6 separate regions of the Mus musculus genome follow, and all the other regions are linked to region 4. Evidence: chromatin contacts called from public Hi-C and promoter capture Hi-C data. All regions are on one chromosome and are shown on one strand. The core of a region is the stretch at or near the end of the contact, and the rest is flanking DNA. Distances in the headings are between cores, read along the strand shown. Region 1 holds the start of Leng9 (leukocyte receptor cluster (LRC) member 9). Region 2 holds the start of Zfp628 (zinc finger protein 628). Region 3 holds the start of Cnot3 (CCR4-NOT transcription complex, subunit 3). Region 4 holds the start of Trim28 (tripartite motif-containing 28). Region 5 holds the start of Zfp954 (zinc finger protein 954). Region 6 holds the start of Ccdc106 (coiled-coil domain containing 106).

Evidence for each region. Promoter capture Hi-C pulls out the DNA fragments that hold promoters and counts their contacts. A called contact is a pair of places that touch in the nucleus more often than the background predicts.
Region 1: a contact with region 4 is called in a Hi-C map of uterus, with 4 times the contacts expected there. The contact joins the promoter of Leng9 here to the promoter of Trim28 in region 4. A contact is called at or near these places in 5 of 39 promoter capture datasets (cranial neural crest, frontonasal cranial neural crest, hippocampal neurons and 2 more) and 5 of 484 Hi-C or Micro-C datasets (CD4 T cells, CD8 T cells, cortical neurons and 2 more).
Region 2: a promoter capture Hi-C map of cranial neural crest shows a contact between it and region 4. The contact joins the promoter of Zfp628 here to the promoter of Trim28 in region 4. A contact is called at or near these places in 3 of 39 promoter capture datasets (cranial neural crest, frontonasal cranial neural crest and maxillary cranial neural crest) and 1 of 484 Hi-C or Micro-C datasets (B cells).
Region 3: a promoter capture Hi-C map of cranial neural crest shows a contact between it and region 4. The contact joins the promoter of Cnot3 here to the promoter of Trim28 in region 4. A contact is called at or near these places in 3 of 39 promoter capture datasets (cranial neural crest, frontonasal cranial neural crest and maxillary cranial neural crest) and 1 of 484 Hi-C or Micro-C datasets (B cells).
Region 5: a promoter capture Hi-C map of pre-B cells shows a contact between it and region 4. The contact joins the promoter of Zfp954 here to the promoter of Trim28 in region 4. A contact is called at or near these places in 3 of 39 promoter capture datasets (cranial neural crest, frontonasal cranial neural crest and pre-B cells).
Region 6: a contact with region 4 is called in a promoter capture Hi-C map of second pharyngeal arch cranial neural crest. The contact joins the promoter of Ccdc106 here to the promoter of Trim28 in region 4. A contact is called at or near these places in 3 of 39 promoter capture datasets (cranial neural crest, frontonasal cranial neural crest and second pharyngeal arch cranial neural crest) and 8 of 484 Hi-C or Micro-C datasets (B cells, CD4 T cells, Th1 cells and 5 more).

Annotation. Positions count from the first base shown.
Region 1 is chr7:4,148,589-4,151,288 of GRCm38.p6, reverse strand. It overlaps Leng9 (leukocyte receptor cluster (LRC) member 9), which reads left to right and starts at 1,417. Exons shown (of 1, transcript NM_175529.3): 1 at 1,417-2,700. The coding sequence starts at 1,614. Cdc42ep5 (CDC42 effector protein (Rho GTPase binding) 5) reads left to right here. Exons shown (of 3, transcript NM_021454.4): 3 at 1-29.
Region 2 is chr7:4,913,824-4,916,523 of GRCm38.p6, reverse strand. Zfp628 (zinc finger protein 628) reads right to left here and starts at 1,307. Exons shown (of 3, transcript NM_170759.2): 1 at 1,119-1,307.
Region 3 is chr7:3,643,963-3,646,662 of GRCm38.p6, reverse strand. Cnot3 (CCR4-NOT transcription complex, subunit 3) reads right to left here and starts at 1,394. Exons shown (of 18, transcript NM_146176.3): 1 at 1,079-1,394. Gm15927 (a long non-coding RNA gene) reads left to right here and starts at 2,318. Exons shown (of 6, transcript XR_003946711.1): 1 at 2,318-2,410; 2 at 2,494-2,700.
Region 4 is chr7:13,022,902-13,025,601 of GRCm38.p6, reverse strand. It overlaps Trim28 (tripartite motif-containing 28), which reads right to left and starts at 1,450. Exons shown (of 17, transcript NM_011588.3): 1 at 541-1,450; 2 at 186-298. The coding sequence starts at 883. It overlaps Gm31649, which reads left to right and starts at 1,013. Exons shown (of 1, transcript XM_006540453.4): 1 at 1,013-1,894. The coding sequence starts at 1,057. The coding sequence ends at 1,602.
Region 5 is chr7:7,120,216-7,122,915 of GRCm38.p6, reverse strand. It overlaps Zfp954 (zinc finger protein 954), which reads left to right and starts at 1,440. Exons shown (of 5, transcript NM_172738.3): 1 at 1,440-1,693. The coding sequence starts at 1,616.
Region 6 is chr7:5,055,350-5,058,049 of GRCm38.p6, reverse strand. Ccdc106 (coiled-coil domain containing 106) reads right to left here and starts at 1,324. Exons shown (of 5, transcript NM_146178.2): 1 at 391-1,324; 2 at 147-251; 3 at 1-58. The coding sequence starts at 421. It overlaps Gm15510 (predicted gene 15510), which reads left to right and starts at 934. Exons shown (of 4, transcript NR_166619.1): 1 at 934-1,297.

The DNA.
Region 1 (2,700 bases), core at 168-2,667, 8.9 Mb after region 4:
CACATAAATGGCTGAGGTTTGTGCCATGGACTGTCTATTCACTTTACGCGGGAAAGGGTACAGAAGCAGTAGGGTGGTGCCACTTCTAGTTGGGGTGCCACCAACTAGAAGTCAAGTTGTCAGTGATGCTCCTTTAAGAGTTTGAATACGTATTCATGTAATGCCCCTCCCCAAAGGCGGAGTCTCTACCACAGTCCTATTCATCCCTCAAACCTTGACCGATCCTCACTACCACCTGGATAAAGTCCAACACCCGTGACAGCTGCTATCTGGCATAAAGAGTCACAGTCGCCTGGCCATCCACTTCCCTCCAGGTGCACTCTGACTGGGCGGCGCTTCCCTGCAAAGGGAAGCGGTTGGCGAGCCTTTGGAGCCACGAGGGTGTGGTTCCCGTGGGAAGGGCTTCAGGTCCCACCAACTGTGTGTCGCCCTGCGGGAGGCTGTTGCGTTACAAATCTGGGCACAAAGTTCAGCCTGAGACGTCCAGATATTTTAACATCTAGAGGTGCAGGACTGCCCGAACCTATATCGGGAGGGGGGTGAAGCAAAATTCTCAAAGGTTTTCAGAGGGGAGGAACAATTAGAATTAGTCTCTGGGTTTGTTTTGGGACGGGGCTATCTTAGGTCCCTAGAGGGATAAGACCAATTTAAATTAACCGAACCAGAGGTAGAGTAAGGGTTTTTATAGTTTCCAAAAGGGTGGGTCGTATATTTCAAACGTTAGGCTGGTGACAGGAGTAAAACCCGACCTCTACAAGGAGGCACAGGAGAAACCATTTCACCATGGTTGAGTCCAGGATAAGACCAATGAGGGGCGGAGCATGTGTAAAACAATCAGGTGGAGTGAGGCCAAGGTAAAGGGGTGAGGCTCCCAGGAAAGACATTTATAAATAACTTGACAGAGGCAGAACCAGGAGTCACTTTATTCGTTATGAGGTGTGGCATGTAAGATAATCAATTGCATGGGAGCTGGCTACAAACTTTAAAGACGGTTGGGGGCGGGGCCAAGACCGCTGAGTCCCACTCCTCTCCTCCCAACGAAGCTGCGGTGTTCAGGTAAATCAGTTGCTGCCCTGCCAGGCTCCCTAGAGGTCTCGAGAGGCTGAGCAGATGCAAAGTATCTGGAGGCGGCCGGAGGGGTTGTCTAAGCCCTACCCCCACCCAGGCTGCGGAGTATATGTAAATCGGATGCGGAGAAGCCTTTCTTGGGGCCCTGACAGCGGTGGGGCACTTGTCAAGTATTTGCTAAACTGTCTCGCTAAAGTCCCCAAAGGGAGAAGTTGTATGGAATAAGACGTGACTCCCTGGATGTCCAGAGAGAAGCTTGACGCACACATAAATTGGCTGGTTGGGCGGGGCCAGGCTCTTTAAGACTCCCTGAGGGGCTGGACATATGTAAATCATTTCAGGCGGGGCAAGAGGGGGTTCCCAGTGGCTTACAAACCCGGTACGCGTAAATAAACTGGACTTGAAATTAGAGCTCCAGAGCCCGTGTTACATTCTGACGCCCTGCCTGGTCCTTTGGCCTCCTTCCACCTGAGGCGGGAGGGGTTCCTGGCGTCACAGTTGGAGATCAACGCTGCAGACAGAGACCGCTTAGTGCGTGAAGGCCCATGGAGGCCTCGGCCGATTCCTCTGAGGCCCCCGCGGTCTGCCGCTTCTTCCTAGAGGGCCGCTGTCGCTTCGGTGCGCGCTGCCGTCAGCCACATCCCGGGGCCCCGGCGCCGTCCCCGGTGGTTACGCAACCGGAGGCTGGGTCCAAGAAGCCGGCTCTGCGTACTGCTGCTGACGTCATCCGACGCATCCGCTGGGACCCGCGCCTGGACCCTGCTGACTTTTCGGTGGGCTACACCGACCGCTTCCTGGGAGTGCAGGAAGAGCCATTCTGCGCCTTCTGCTGGGACGAGCCGCTGGCAGCGCTCGGACCTGGCGTGTTGGCAGTGCCGCAGCACCGCATACGCTACTTCCGCTTCCGCGGCCGCCTGGTATGGGACCGTGCCTCCCGTACTGACCTCATTTTTGGATCGGGCTCTGTGGCTGGTCGGGGACCCACTATCCTTGATGCGCTGGACGGCGGGGACGAGCATTGGACAGAGGTCACGGCAGAAATTCCCGACACAGAGAAAACAGGGGTGGGTTTAGAGGGTCTGGATACCCAGGATGCCCTTGCAGAGGCGGGTGGAAACCCGACCGGAACAGGTCTTGATTCGGGCCTGGAGACACACGAAGAGGGTGGGGCAATCAAAGAGACCAGAACTGGGCTTGATTCCAGCCTGGAGACACCTGAAGTGGATGGGCCAACCAAAGAGACCGGGCTGAATGGGACCACTGAGTTAGAAATGCCAGACCCAAGCATGAACTTCTCAGGAGTGAAGATCAGCTCAGTAGAGGAGCCCAGAGCTACATTGCTTCCACAGTGGCAGGCGCAGGGCATGGAAACGAAAGGGCTTTCTGCTGAAGAGATGGGAAATGTGTGGGATCCAGGTGTTTGGCCTGACGACAGAAGGGCCCCTCGCCAGCCCCGGCCCACACATTTTGTGGCACTGATGGTGACAGAGTCTGGGCTTAGGGCTGAGGTGGTCAAGGCCCAAGAGCATCTGGTCCGGATTGCCCCTTCTTGTGCTGAGTTCCTGGTACCAGCACAGGCCCTGCACTTGACAGTGGTCTTGCTAAGGCTGACAGGCCCTGGGGAGGAGGCTG
Region 2 (2,700 bases), core at 58-2,557, 8.1 Mb after region 4:
GAGACAGGTCATTCTTTGTCAGAGGGGCTGTCTAATAAATGGATGGGTGTTCATCAGGATTCCTGACTCAATAGGATGGATGCCACTGGTAACAAAACACAGTGCCAGCTTGACCCTTCCCTAGTAAATCCTGAAGTCAGTACTGCAGTGACAGTACCCCAGGACAGTCCCATCAACATATAAGTCTCTTACTGCTTGTTCTACTCTGTCAATGTTCACATCATCCAAACAGAGAACCTCTGCTTCGTTCGATCGATCGTTCTCTGATGCATCCATCACCCACCAAAACATCAGGAGAGAGCATGCTCAGTAAAGACAGTCTGAGTGAAGAGAGGGAGGCACCCCCTTTTGACAGGTTATAAAGGATTTCTTTTTCAAAGGGCAATAGGCTATGAAGGATTGTTTTTTTAAAGGGCTGTTGTTCCTTTTGGCGTGTAGGTGACAAATGAGGTTCAGAAACTGTCTGTGCCTCTGAGGCCATATCTTTTAACACAAGAGGCCCAACGGAACAGGGACCCATCTTAGCAGTGAGAGTGCCCTTTAAGCGTCTGGGCTTTACGAGGAAGCTCTTGGGGTTTGGGATGTAGCTCGGTTATTAAGGGTTAATGACTGGCATGCACAAAGCTCTGGGTTCTTGTCACAGTACACCATAGAACTGGGCGTGGTGGCACAGGCAGGCCTGTAATCCCAGCGCGCAGATGAAGGCAGCAGGATCGTAAATTTAAGGTCATTGTCAGCTATACAGTGAGTCTGACGGCATCCTAAGCTACATGAGGTTTTATCTGGGAGGGAAAAAAGATCTCTTTGTTCAGATAGTCTAGGGACCAGCAGAATTATGAAACTTTTCCTTCAATGTTTGGGAAACTATCACCCGCTTTTAAGGAAATAACCCCCTTTTAGGAGAAAGGGGAGAAGGGAAAGGGCAGGAAGCTTTGCAAAAATGCAGCTAAACACACTGTCCTTACCCCTTTAAGAGGGCGGAGCCGGCCTAACAGATTAAATATCGGAGGCGAAATAGCGACCTTCCCTTTAAGGTACCCCTTCCGGTTTCCCGCTCGCCGTTCTCCAAACGACTCCGCCCTCCGGCCCTTCCCCCACCGCGCCCTCCGGTCTCTCACCTGTGGCCCCGGTCGGGGAGGGGGATCAAGGAGAACCCCAGGGCCTTCCCGCGGGGGCTGACGGGAAGCGGGGCCCGGCACAGCGCTGCGGGACCCGCGGCCCGGGAGGGGGCGGGGGCGCGCTCCCTCCCCACGGCCCCCGGCGCGAGGCACTCAACCTTTATCGGCGGCCTCTCGCGCACACAAACCCCGCCGCCGCCGCCTTCGTGCGTCATGACGCAACGCGCCAAGCCCGGCCCGGCCCCACCCACTGCTGGGGTTCGCCAGATGCAGAATCCCGGGGGTCCAAGCCTCAGGCCCGTGGTGTACACGCAGACCCTGTTCCCTCGTGCTGGGAAGGAAACTGAGGCACTCAACCTTCCTGCATGGCCTGGGATGGCCTGGGTCTCGGGAGTCTGAGTTGCCCCTACAAGCCTGCTTTTTTTCCCCTGCCTGCTGGTATCTGGGGCCAAGCTTGCTTTCTGAGCCTGTGCTGAGACTTTCGGATAGATTATTTTTGTTGTCTTAATTGTTTTTTGTTTTTGTTTTTTACTTTTTGAGACAATGGGCTCTTGTAGGCTCATGTAGCACGGGCTGGCCTTGAATTTTTTTTTTTTTTTCCGAGACAGTCCTGGAACTCTGTAGACCAGGCTGGACTCGAATTCAGAAATCCTCCTGCCTCTGCCTCCCAAGTGCTGGGATTAAAGGTGTGCGCCACCACTGCCCGGCTGCCTTTTTCTTAAGATCTATTTATTTTTACCTTCTCTGTATATGTGAGTTCCCACATGCATGTCTGTGCACCCCATGTGTGCCTGGTGCCTGAGGAAGCCAAAACAGAGTGTCAGATCCTTTGGAGCTAGAGTTACAGGGCAGTTGTGAACTGTCTGGTGTGGTCCCAAGGAACCGAAGCCCAGTCCTCTGTAAAACTAGCAGTTGTTCTTAACTACAAAGCTATCACCCCAGCCCTAACTTAGAGGGCTGGTGAGATGGCTCAGACTGATGGTACTGATGCTCGCTGCCCAGTGAAGCCATAGAGGAGTCTTAATCCAGCAACATGGCTATTGTGGCTGGAACACAGATATGACCTTAGTACACACCTTTAATTCCAGGAGACAGAGGCAAGCAGATCTCTTTGAGTCCAAGGCCAGCCTGGAATAGAGCAAGTTTCAGGTAAGGAAAAGCTTAGGACCAGGTTTGGTGGTGCATGCCTTTAATCCCAGCACTCAGGAGATAGAGGCATGTAGATCTCTGAGTTCTAGGCAACCAGTTCAGTTGAATCAGTGAGTTGAGAGGCTATGCAGAGGAGTTCAGAGGTAGTTTTCATAGAGATGGTTTTATAGAGACAAGTTGCAGGTGAAGACACAATGAGCCAGAGAATAAAAAGAAGCCAAATTAGAACAGATTTCTAGAGTTAGTTTGAGGTCAAGCAGAGCAATTCAGTCAGAAGCTGAGAGAATCAGTCACTTTGGAGAGGTGTTTAGGCCAGAGAAGCTGAGTTGAACCAGCCAGCCAGAATTCAGAAAGAGCTAGAAAGGGTGAGTTTATTCAACAGTAGACATCAGAGATGGCAATTACATCTGGAAAATAGCAATTACATTTACAA
Region 3 (2,700 bases), core at 145-2,644, 9.4 Mb after region 4:
ACATAGGCTGGGCAGATGAGAATGGAAATACAGAGAGATGGCAGTCCAGGTGATGACCGGGGAAGGGAGACGGTGAGGAAGCCCCTAGCCAAAAGAACAGAAAGCTAATCCTAAGAGGGATGACAGTCCCGGAACCGAGATACAGCTGTTTAGAAGTGCTTCAACTGTCCCAACAGAAGAGCACCAACAACTGAAAGCATGGGAGCTCGCATTCCACCGACCCAGATCTAGAAAGAAAAGCTAAGCGGTCCTCACCACACACAGCAATACCTAACCACTTAGGAAGCTTCACCCACCGAGGCAGACCGTGCATCGTAGTGGAGCCTGCATCCCCAAAGCTAGAGTCCACTGATACCCCACCTCAAAGATGCAAAAGATGTGAAGCCAGGAAGTGAGCAATACGGTACAGTCCTGAATCCAAGGTTTGGGGAGGGAGTGTTAAAACAAAACACACACACACACACACACACACACACACACACACTCACAAACCCCATGCTTCCTTAAAAAGAAGATTGGTGGAAAGGGACCTCTAGGAGACTTCACTGCTAGAGCTGTAAGGACTAGGTGGAAACTTTGGCTTAGGCTCCAACTCACAACGTTAACTGCACCCTCGGGTCTTGGGGACTTTTTCCTCCACAAGATCCATCTCTTCCAAAGAGGCTTCCCCCTATCAAGACACCAACAAGCTGGAGCTTTCGGGTGCACTGAGGCAACGCTCCCGAATGGAGCTCCCGGGGAAGGCATGACTGCAGGAGTGGGCCCCGCGCCCAGAGCAGAAAGACCCCTCCGCGGCCCGCAGCGCGCCCACCGCTCCAAGCCCAGCCAGACGCGGAGGAGGACGGGCACCTCGCACCCGGGGCCGGCGCTCTGCCACGCGGGAGTCCGGACGCGGGAGGACAGAGAGAGGAGAGGGTCCCCGCCCGCCCGAGCCGAAGCTGGGCCCGAGCGCGCGGCTTGGGCCCGGCGGGAGCTGAGGCCGTGTCGCGACAGGCAGCAGGGTCGCGGAGCAAGAAGTCGGCCGATGGAGCTGAGGGAAGAGGGAAAGGGGTCCGGCCCAGTCGAACCTGACGCTCACCGCAGGAGCTGGCGCCGCCGCTGCGGAGCGTATCGCGACAGGCGAGGAGGGGGGAGAGAGAGGCGAGCGCCCGCCCGCCGCCTTTTTTTTTTTTTTTTTTCCTCTTTCCTCGCGCCCCGAGCCCGGGCGCTATCGCGATAAGAGGGCGCGAAAGCCGGAAGTAGGGTTGGGTTGTTGATAGAGGAAGTGGGCCCGGGATTGTTCTAGACGACCGAGTAGGGGATTCAGGGATCAAGGAAAGGCCCGGCAGCGGCTGCCGACGGCTCCACGGAAGCTGAACGGGCCCGGTCCAAGATGGCGGCGGCGGAGGCCTCCCCTCCTCTCTTCTCCTCTCTGGCGCCGGCCCGCCCCCGAGCCCCGAATATAGGTCCGTCATTGCTCCCGCAGTACGTCGCTCTGCGCCGTTAGGCGCGCCCCATTGGTTCCTAGCGAGAATGAGGCCAACCTCTTCATTATGATTGGCTGATCTCGGCAAGGCGCGGCGTTCGATTGGCCTCCCGCTCAGCTTGCTTGGATTGGCTCGGGTATTTCTTCCCAGCTCCTCCTCCTCCTCCCCTCCTCGGAGCACAACACGCCAGCGCGAGGACCTGGGTGTCAATCAGGAAGCCTGTGTCGTGCTGATTGGATGTGTCCGCCCCCTTACCCTAAATCAATTGGCAGCGGGGAGGAGTCAGGGTGAGGGGCGGGAAGTTACTCGTCAAGTTTAAAGGCAGCTGTAATTGGTTGCGAGGTGTATTCTACCCTGAACTCATTGGTTAGCTATGAATGTGGGTAGAGGAAAACGACAAAAAGCATAGCGTGTGAGTGTTAAAGGAAGCTTATCTAGTGGGAGACGGAGAGGTGCCAGAGGGTTGGGGATAGTAAACCCAAGTCATCTACCAATCAAAAGAGCCGCCAGCCCTAAGGGGAGGAGCTAGACAAACACCCCGCCCCTTCCCTCGGTTAGCCAATAGGGTAGCTATTAACCTGCCGACAGGTGTGGTTGTCGGAGCATCCTTCCTTTGCCTGTCTAGGCTGTTATCTGATCCTCGTAGTTATTCCCCAAGCGCGTTTGCTTGGTATATCTCTAAAACTCAGTGCTTTCTAAAGGATGAAAGAAAGAAAGAAGGAATCAGGAACATTGCAGAAGCGACTGAGAAACACAAGGCGTGGGACTGACGTTTCTCTGGTTAAGTTAGCAGACTGGGACCTTCCCTGGAGTTGCAAGGACTCCAGCTGTAGAGGAAACTGCGCTTTGCCCTACCTCGGTTACATCTGTAATGACTACTCACTAGAGTTCTGCTATGCTTCTTAAGGAGTAAACTTCTCCGACCACCCTTGCCGAGTGCTTAGGTGAGCCTCTGGTTTAATTTTGTTTGATTCCTGCCGTTTTTACACATACTTGAGTCTCACTCTCTGGATTTCTCGTTGTTTAGTACCCATGAAGCACTCCATAGCCCTTTGCTGACTAGGTTGCAAACGTGAGCACCACGTTTTCATGAATTGGGGAAACTCGATCTATCTCTGCCTACTATGTGGAGGAAAAGAAGATAAATCCACACTTGAAGAGAACGTGCACGTGCATTTCACCGCATCAGAATGGCATGAAGCAAGAGAGAAAAAATGGCTTATAAAAAGGCATA
Region 4 (2,700 bases), core at 201-2,700:
AACCCAGCAGACCTGTATTTACTTGCCAGTAAACACAAGCTAAAATTCATACAATGCACTCAAATCTGTGCCGCCCTCCCAGACACTGAGACCGCATAAGGATACAATCCAAACTAGTGAAGATGGTGAGAGGCTCTGGAAAAGGTCACGCTTCCCTCTTCCCCAAGATTTCCCACAGGACATACCTGGTTAGCATCCTGGGAATCAGAAGAGGCCTTACTGCCACTATCACGCATAAAATAATTCTCCACGATGTCTTTGGAGTAGCACTGCTGTTTGCACACTGGACAATCCACCACTGCCAAGATAAAAATGGGAATGCATGCACACCCTCTGATTTCTTGACATCTCCCATCACATTCTGCACCTCGGTGTCCAGACCTGGTAACGGGCATTGGCAGAGGCCAGGACCCGTTCCCCGCCCCCTCTTAAACCAGCAGGCCTACTTAACCCTACCCGGGCCCCCATACTCTCGCACAGGCGCAGTCCCGAGCACGGGCTGCGAGGAGGGGGAGGGGCACCTGGCCACCCAGTACTCACTAGCGCCGTCGCCCGCCGAGCCGCCATCCCCCGAATTATTCGCTGCGGCGGGTGTAGCGGGGCCCAGGCAGGCACTGCAGGCCGAATGTAGACAGGGCAGCAGCCGAGGATCCCGCTCGGGCCGCAGGCGCTCGCGACACACGCCGCAGTGCTCCAGAAGCTCCTGCGCCTCGCCACCGCCCCCCGCAGGGGACGACGCGGCTGCAGAGGCCGCCGCGGCTGAGGAAGCAGCCGGACGCTTCTCACCGCCCGCCGAGCCCTCGCCCGACCCTGGGCTACCAGAGGCCGCCGAGGCGGCCGTCGCGGCCGAGGCCGCTGCAGTCGCTGCCGCCGAGGCCGCCATTCACACGCCGCCGGGGGGGTGGGGGGGCCGCCCAGGGGAGGAGGGGCACGGAGCCCGCTGCGCAGGCGCAAGTGCGCTCGCCGCCAACGGCCAGGCAGCCGCCGATGCCGCGAGGCCGAGCGCCGCCACGCGTCTCCTGGGCCGACGCCCGCCGCGCCCCAGGCGCTGTCGAGATGCGGCCAAGCCGCTGGCTGCGGGCCTCTGTACAGACGACGGCGCCGCCACCAGCGCCGCCTCCTCCCTCGCTTCTGAGACACTCGCGCCGCAAGACTTGCGAACAACCGCCTGACCGCGCGCCGCTCGCAGAAAGAGCCGCGGCCTGGAGGCGGGACAGAAATATCTGGCGCCGACGACGCCGCGCACGCGCGTTGGGCACCGCAGCCTGGGGGCGGGGCGCAGATTACGCACGCGCCAGGGCCCTCCCTTCCACTCGCTGCCGCCCCTCTAGATCCAGAGTAGCAATGCTGCTGGTGAGGAATTCACCCGCAGAGTGCGTGCTTGACGTCTCCCATGCCCACCGCACGGTGCACCCAGGCTGGCAACCCGCGTGCTTGAGCGCGCAGGTCCTGCAGAGCCGAACCTTAGGCCCCGCCTCCTCAGCAGGCGTGGCGACGTCTGCAGCGGCAGCCTGGCCTATAGTCGGGGAAGAGGGGCGGGACAATACAGGGTGGGCGGGGCCACGGCAGAGCAAAGCGCCGGAGCCCAGGTGGAGGGGGTGAGGGGGTCTTTGCCAGGAAGTTCCCGCCGAACGTGGAGGCGGTCTTAACCCAAACTTTCTTATTGTTAAACTCGGGAAGCAGAAAGTTGTCCAAGTCAAACCGCAGATCACAGAGAGATACTGCGAAGCCATTCTGTAAAACTCTGCCCAGTCCTTCGAAAGCCCCTTCTGTGTTAGTCCTCTGCTATACTGATTTTAGTGTGATTTCTTTTTTCTTTTTTTTTGTGTGTGTGTTAGGAGAACTGAACATTTAACGCTAAGGAATTAAAGTTGGATCTGATTGATAAATCTTATCTGAGGGAGAAATAAGACCTGGGGAGGAATCTTGACTGAGGAGCTGGACCTAGGTTGAAGAATCTGATCTAAGGTAGAGGATAGCAGGATCAAGTGCGGCTAAGCGTTTCATCTCAGAAGCAGGATCAATGTGAAAAGGCAACCTGTCCCCCTTCCCAAACACTGCCGTGCTGAGAGTGGATGCCTCTGCAGCCTTGCAGTGCACTGGCAATCCGTTCGCCAGTCTGGATCTGGGCTACAGTGAGTTGTTGCCCGCAAGCAGTTCCAAGGCTCTCAACGGCAAGAGGCTACCCCTTCCGCGCGGAACCAGGTGTTCACCCACGTGGCAGCGGAGAGACGAGGAGTATCCCGCCACTGTCCCGGGTGTGGCCTTTGTTCCCAATCAGGCTGGGGGCCCAAGGCTTTGCCCCGCCCCAGCCTTTGTTCCTTCCTCGGCAGTTCAGCGCTCACCCTTCGGCGGGCCACGCCCCCACCAGACCCAGCCTCTGGACTCTCACTTCCTACCTCAAGAAAGGAGGGTATGATCTGGAAGCTGGCAAAGCAAGCACGGGGTTGGGGGGCGGGGGGAGTGCGGGCTCCCCGTAGAAATATTTGCGGAGTATTTTCACGGACTGCTGGGACTGGACTCACCAGGATAGGGTGCCTGTGAACCACGCCTACCTCAACCCCGGGAGCAGACTTTAGGGTACCAGAGACACAAGGGCAAAGTAAATAAGTGATGGGGCCTGGGAATTTGAATGGGTGGCAGACCGCTTGCTTGCCTAGGCTGTACGAAGCTGTATCCCCACCACACCAGAACCACGGC
Region 5 (2,700 bases), core at 191-2,690, 5.9 Mb after region 4:
GTTGTGAGGCCACTTTCCTTGGACAAAGAATCCTTGTCCATCTTATACTGTACCACTTTGTGGAGCTGGTGCTTGCCACATTGCTTGCAGAAAGTCTGGAGTATCTTAGTAATGTTCACATGTTTACAGGAGTAGTACTGGCACAGAAAGGAAATACAATCTTCAGGAGAGTAAAAATAAAAACAATAAAAACAACCTTCTAGGACTGGATTGCTATCAGGGACATCAGCCCTGTGCCTGGGCTCATTATCCAGACCCCAGGGTTCTGTAACATCAGTAGACCGGGGACCATGTACCATCTCATCTGCATCAAGAGTTTGCAGCCCAGCTGACCCAGCTGACCTGAGAGGCTCATGAATAGAGGCATTCCTACTTAAGGCTTAGAATCAGTCACACTAAGGCAGCAGATTTCAGACTTGTCCAGATGTCAGAAGACAAAACCTATCTCCGCTCCTACCTTCCAACCTTGTTTTTCTTTTAGTAAAAGGGTTTCTTGTGTATTACTGGAAATTGCTCTGTAGAGAAAGTTAGCCTTGAACTCCAAGATCCATTTGTCTCTGCCTCTCAAGTGCTGGAATTAAAGGTGTATGAGCCATCTCTTCTGGGTATTGTAGTTCAGACAATGTGGACCATGGGAAACCGGGACAGTTGCAGAAGGGGAAAGTGGAGAAGCGATATGCATGAAATTAACAGGACTTCTGCGGACACTGTCATGATTACAGATACGCCCGTGTTCGCATTTTCCAGAGCAGTCTTGGGGGGGGGGGGGAGTACAGCAAAGCTTCCTAAATGTTCCTAAATGTTCCTTTAATTTTCTCTTAGCACAATAGAAGCATTAATCCTGACGACTCCATAGTGGTGTGAGAAGTGTCTGAATCTAGAGTCCTGTGGTGAAGGAATCTTTGAATCCAATCCAAACATGTCCTTTTCCCCTCTTCCATGGTCACCATTTCTGTATTTATTAGCCCACGAACCTGGCGAGTATCATTTCACACAAGGCAAATGTCTCAAATGCAAAATTCAACTTTGCCCGTCTCCTGTATTTCTAGACATCAAATAAAACAAGGTTTCACTATGTAGCCCTGTCTGGCCTGGAACACACTATGACAGCTTCGAAAACACAGAAATCTACCTGCCTCTGCCTGCAGTTCTGTAATTTAAGAGTTCCAGCAAGCCTGACCTTGTGACTCAGCCTCTACTATTTCTAATCCACATCTAACTCACCTAAGGTAGAAAACGGTGTGGAGAAAATAGTCTCCACGCCAGTGCCAAGAAATCCACTGAAACTTGGTCTTGTCAAGCAGGGCAGTTGTGTCCGGATCGCAGAAATTTGCTCCTGCATGAACTACATTGCCCAGAAAACATTGCATGAAACTCAGCCAATGAAAATGGGCATTTCAGCGACGGCGAGAACCGTTGGGCGGGACTTTTGGCTTTGCGTGCTGGAGGTTCTTTGTAACTTCCTGGACCCGTCAGTATGGCTCACAGAAAACTGGTGTCATCTGCTTTGGCCATGGCAGGAAAGCCGGCACGTTAAAAGCGTTTGTCCCCCGTCACAGAGACGGATCTGAGGTTTGCGACAGCTCGTGTGATCTGATCCAGGCTTCGAGTGCGGATGGCGACTTCCCAGGGCCCCACCATCCTCTGGAGCCCGATGGTGATTGTGGAGGCTGCGGGTGGAGCCCTGCCCCAGGTGAGTGCCTAGTGATCGCCCACCTACCTGAGTTCTAGAGCACTGAGATCTGGGTCAGGAGCCAACAGGGCAGACGTTCATGTCCCCGACTGTAGGGTACGGATGAACGAAATAATGTTTTTTGACATCTGTGTGCTAGATCGCTAGAGCCATCCCCTCTGACTCACAGTGCCTGTTGGACTGTACCTCCCAAGGCTTGTGGGCGGGCCTGAGCTCGGAGACAGAGCCCTGGGGTGACCTCTACTGGCGTTTTAGATGAGGGAAAAAGGGCCCAGTACCCCTAAGGACCTGACTTTTGTTTATAGAGAGACTGGTAGCCATGGAAGATTTGAACAGAGGTGAAACTTGATCTATTCAAACTTTCCCAAGCATCTCCGGGGGAATATTGAGCAAGGATGAAGTTATGTGGATGGAGACAGAGATCTATGAATCCTTAGGTAAATGCTGTGGACTAATGCAGCAGTTAGGGTTGTAGACCATAGAGGGAGAGATTAGTCTTCAAATATCTGAATTTTTTTGAGACATATGTAAACGAGGCTATGTAAACGAGGCTAGAATCAAACTTGCAATCCTTTAGAGTGATTGGATTAAAGGCAGGACCTCCCACTTCCTGCTTGTTTGACTTTAAAGTAGTACTTTCTTTCCCTTTTATTATTCATTCATTCATTTACTTACTTACTTACTTACTTATGTGAAAACATTCAGCATTTAACTAAAGTCTGCTGTGTTAACTACTTTTCCCCCTGGAACTCAGGTCTGGCTGGCCTATGTAGCCAGTGCTTGCCTCAGTCTCCGAGATCTGCCTTCCTTTGCCTTCCAAGTGTTGCAGTTAAAGGGATGCACACCATGCTTACCCAATAACTTTTTTTTTTCATTTTCCCCTTGGCTTTTTATAGAGACAGGGTTTCTCTGTGTAGCCCTGACTGTCCTGGAACTCTCTCTGTAAATCAGCCTAGCCCTGAACTCAAAGATCTACCTGTCTCTGCCTCCCTAGTTCTGGCATTAAA
Region 6 (2,700 bases), core at 75-2,574, 8.0 Mb after region 4:
AGCTGGGCCTTAACACTGCTCATCAGGGCCAGGGTTGGGGAGGCGCCCTCTGGAGGCTCTAAGAACAGCAGGGACGGAGGTCATGCCCCAGGGTGAGGCAGTACCCCACCTGACTCCAGTCCCTCCAATGCCCTTTCTCAGCTCACCCTCAACATTTCTCCGAGACGGACTCAGACGGTATAAGATTTGTGAGTCTAAGTGGGGTGCCTCTTCAAAGGGAATGGAGATCTCAAAGGTCTCTTCGTCCTTCACTGCAGAGAGGTCAGCAGAGGTCACCCCAGAAGTGGCCTGAACCTTATAGACCACCCCCAACCATTGCTGTCCCATGGACAGAGGGAACCAGAATGTCAGACCAAGGATGGGAAAAGAAAGGGTCCCCAGGTGCCTCACTTGTCCGCCAACGGTTGTTTCTGTCATTCATATCGAGGAGGCTTCCTGCAGACCCAGCAACTGAGCCCTTGGGGGCACTGGACAGAAGCAGGTCACCAAAAGTCGGCAGTCCCTGGAGAGGTGGAATACCTGTCCCTCCGGAGTAAGGAAGGATCACCAGTCTGAGGGAGGAAAGGACCCATACTTCTGGACAGAGTCAGAGGCTTCCAAAGTATGTACCCAGAGCGAGGGGGCTCAGCGAGAGGAATCTTGGTTGTGAAGGGGCTCGGCCCTTAAATTCTTTGGTTCCTCGTGGGGTCAACACCACAGGGAGACCTGGCCTGAATGAGAAAGCCCTTCATCATGGCCCATCTCCGAACCCAATGCCATAAATGGAGAAACAACCACCCCTAACTTCCATTCTTGGGGTAGGGGGTCCATCCTGCAAGCGTTCCCCTGTCCCAGCCGCCCATTCCTCCCGCACTCGCGTGGGCGAGTAAAGCCCCTCCCCGAAGTGGGAGCTGGGCGCGTGCGCAGTGCGTGGGAGGTCACGCGTGGGGATGCGCCCCCACCCTTTGTCCCACAAGTGGGAGGGGGCGACCGTGGCGAAGGGTCCCAGAATGGGCAACCGGCATGGGGGTGTCGACCGTGGGCACCGTTCCCCGCCTTTGGGTGCTCAGGGTACAAGGGGCCGAGGCCCCGCTCTCACCCACCCGCGCACGGACTCCAGCCCCGGGACCGACGGCAGTGGCGGCGCCCATGCCCAGCGCAGGGGAGCGTCTGCAAAGTGTCGCGGAGAGAAGCGCCCACCCACCAGTAAGCGGGCGTAGCGGCAGAGGAGGGGGAGAACTGGATGGCGGAGCGCGGAGACGTGGGCACTAACCGAATCAGGCCTGCCGAGCCTGGGGCGCCTCTTCCTGGAGCCCAGGTGAGGCCCGCCGTTTGCGCGGAGGTCGGGACCGCACTTGCGCGATAGCCCCTTGCAACACCCCTCCAACCCCCACCCCACACACAACCCCCCCCCCCTCCTTTCCCAAAGCCTAGGCAGGGATCCTCATGAAATTCTCATCCTGCACAGCTGATGCGGTTCCGGGGGTCCTCCGGGTGAGTGGCTATGTGACCAGTGGGCCGAGAAAAGTCAGAAGGTATGAGGCAGTAAGGAAAATTGAAGTGAAATTTGAGTCTCCTTTAATGATCCCTAAGTAGCTGATTAATACATGCATACCTTTAGTCTTAGCCGCTCCAACCTACCATAACCTCCACCCACCCCCATCCACGAAAAGGATTAAAGGAATAAGAGGACCAGGATGTGAGAATGGGTTGTGTGGTGGTTACTTCTCCGCAAAGTGTGGGTCAGGAATAGCCCACACTGGAGCCACCTGTGGAACAGCTACACTCCAGTCCTTGCTCCTCATTCCTCCATGGCCTCAGTTTACTCACCTGTTCAGTGGGAAGTTACTCTTAAAAGCCTTTGAGAGGATGTAGTTGTGTGACATACCAAAGGCTCAGCCCAGAACCGGACCACTCTTGGAGCTTAAGATCCAAGCGCTGTTGATATTATTTGAAGTCAGTCGGTGTAGATGCACAGCCTTTAAGACACTCCCCCTCTCCCTTCCGCCCCAAAAGAAGTCGTGTAAAGAGGCTATCTGCATAGGGCACATACACACACACAATCAGAGGAAAGGAGCAGCGAAGACATGTTTATTAGACCTACACTGCCTCTCCGGTTCACAAGCAGCATCCTCTTTGGGGTTCTGAAGCCCTAAGAGGCATGACTTAAACCATCCTTGCAGAGGAAGACTGAATGTGTCAACCAAGACTAAGCAGTTCATTTTTACAAATAAACTGCATCCTGGGTCAGCAAGTCCAGGGGGAACCACCTGCCCTAGATCAGTATTTCAAACCACAGAGAATTGTATAAAGCCAGGTGAACTGTATAAAGCTGTGCTTATGCTCTAAGATGCTATTTTTTTAAGTATATTAATGTGGATTGTAGTTTGGGTGGGGAAGGGGTAGTGTTCAGAACCTTTTTCCCAAAGATGCTAGGAATGTTGCGCAGTGTGTAAGGTGCCTAGCATGCACAAAGCCCAGAGTTTCAGTATTCTGGAAGTGGAGGCAAGATCATAAATCCAATGTCACCCTGAACTACATTACAACCTTATCTAAATAAATAAATAAATAAATGGCAGGTTTGGGGAAACTGAAGTAGGCCTAACTCCCAGAGGAAAACGGCAGACTTTCCCATTACCCAGTCAAGGTCTTTGTTCCAGATAGCATAAACTAAAATGTCTCCCAAAATGTAAGTAAGGATTGAGAATGGGGTGTGGTGTG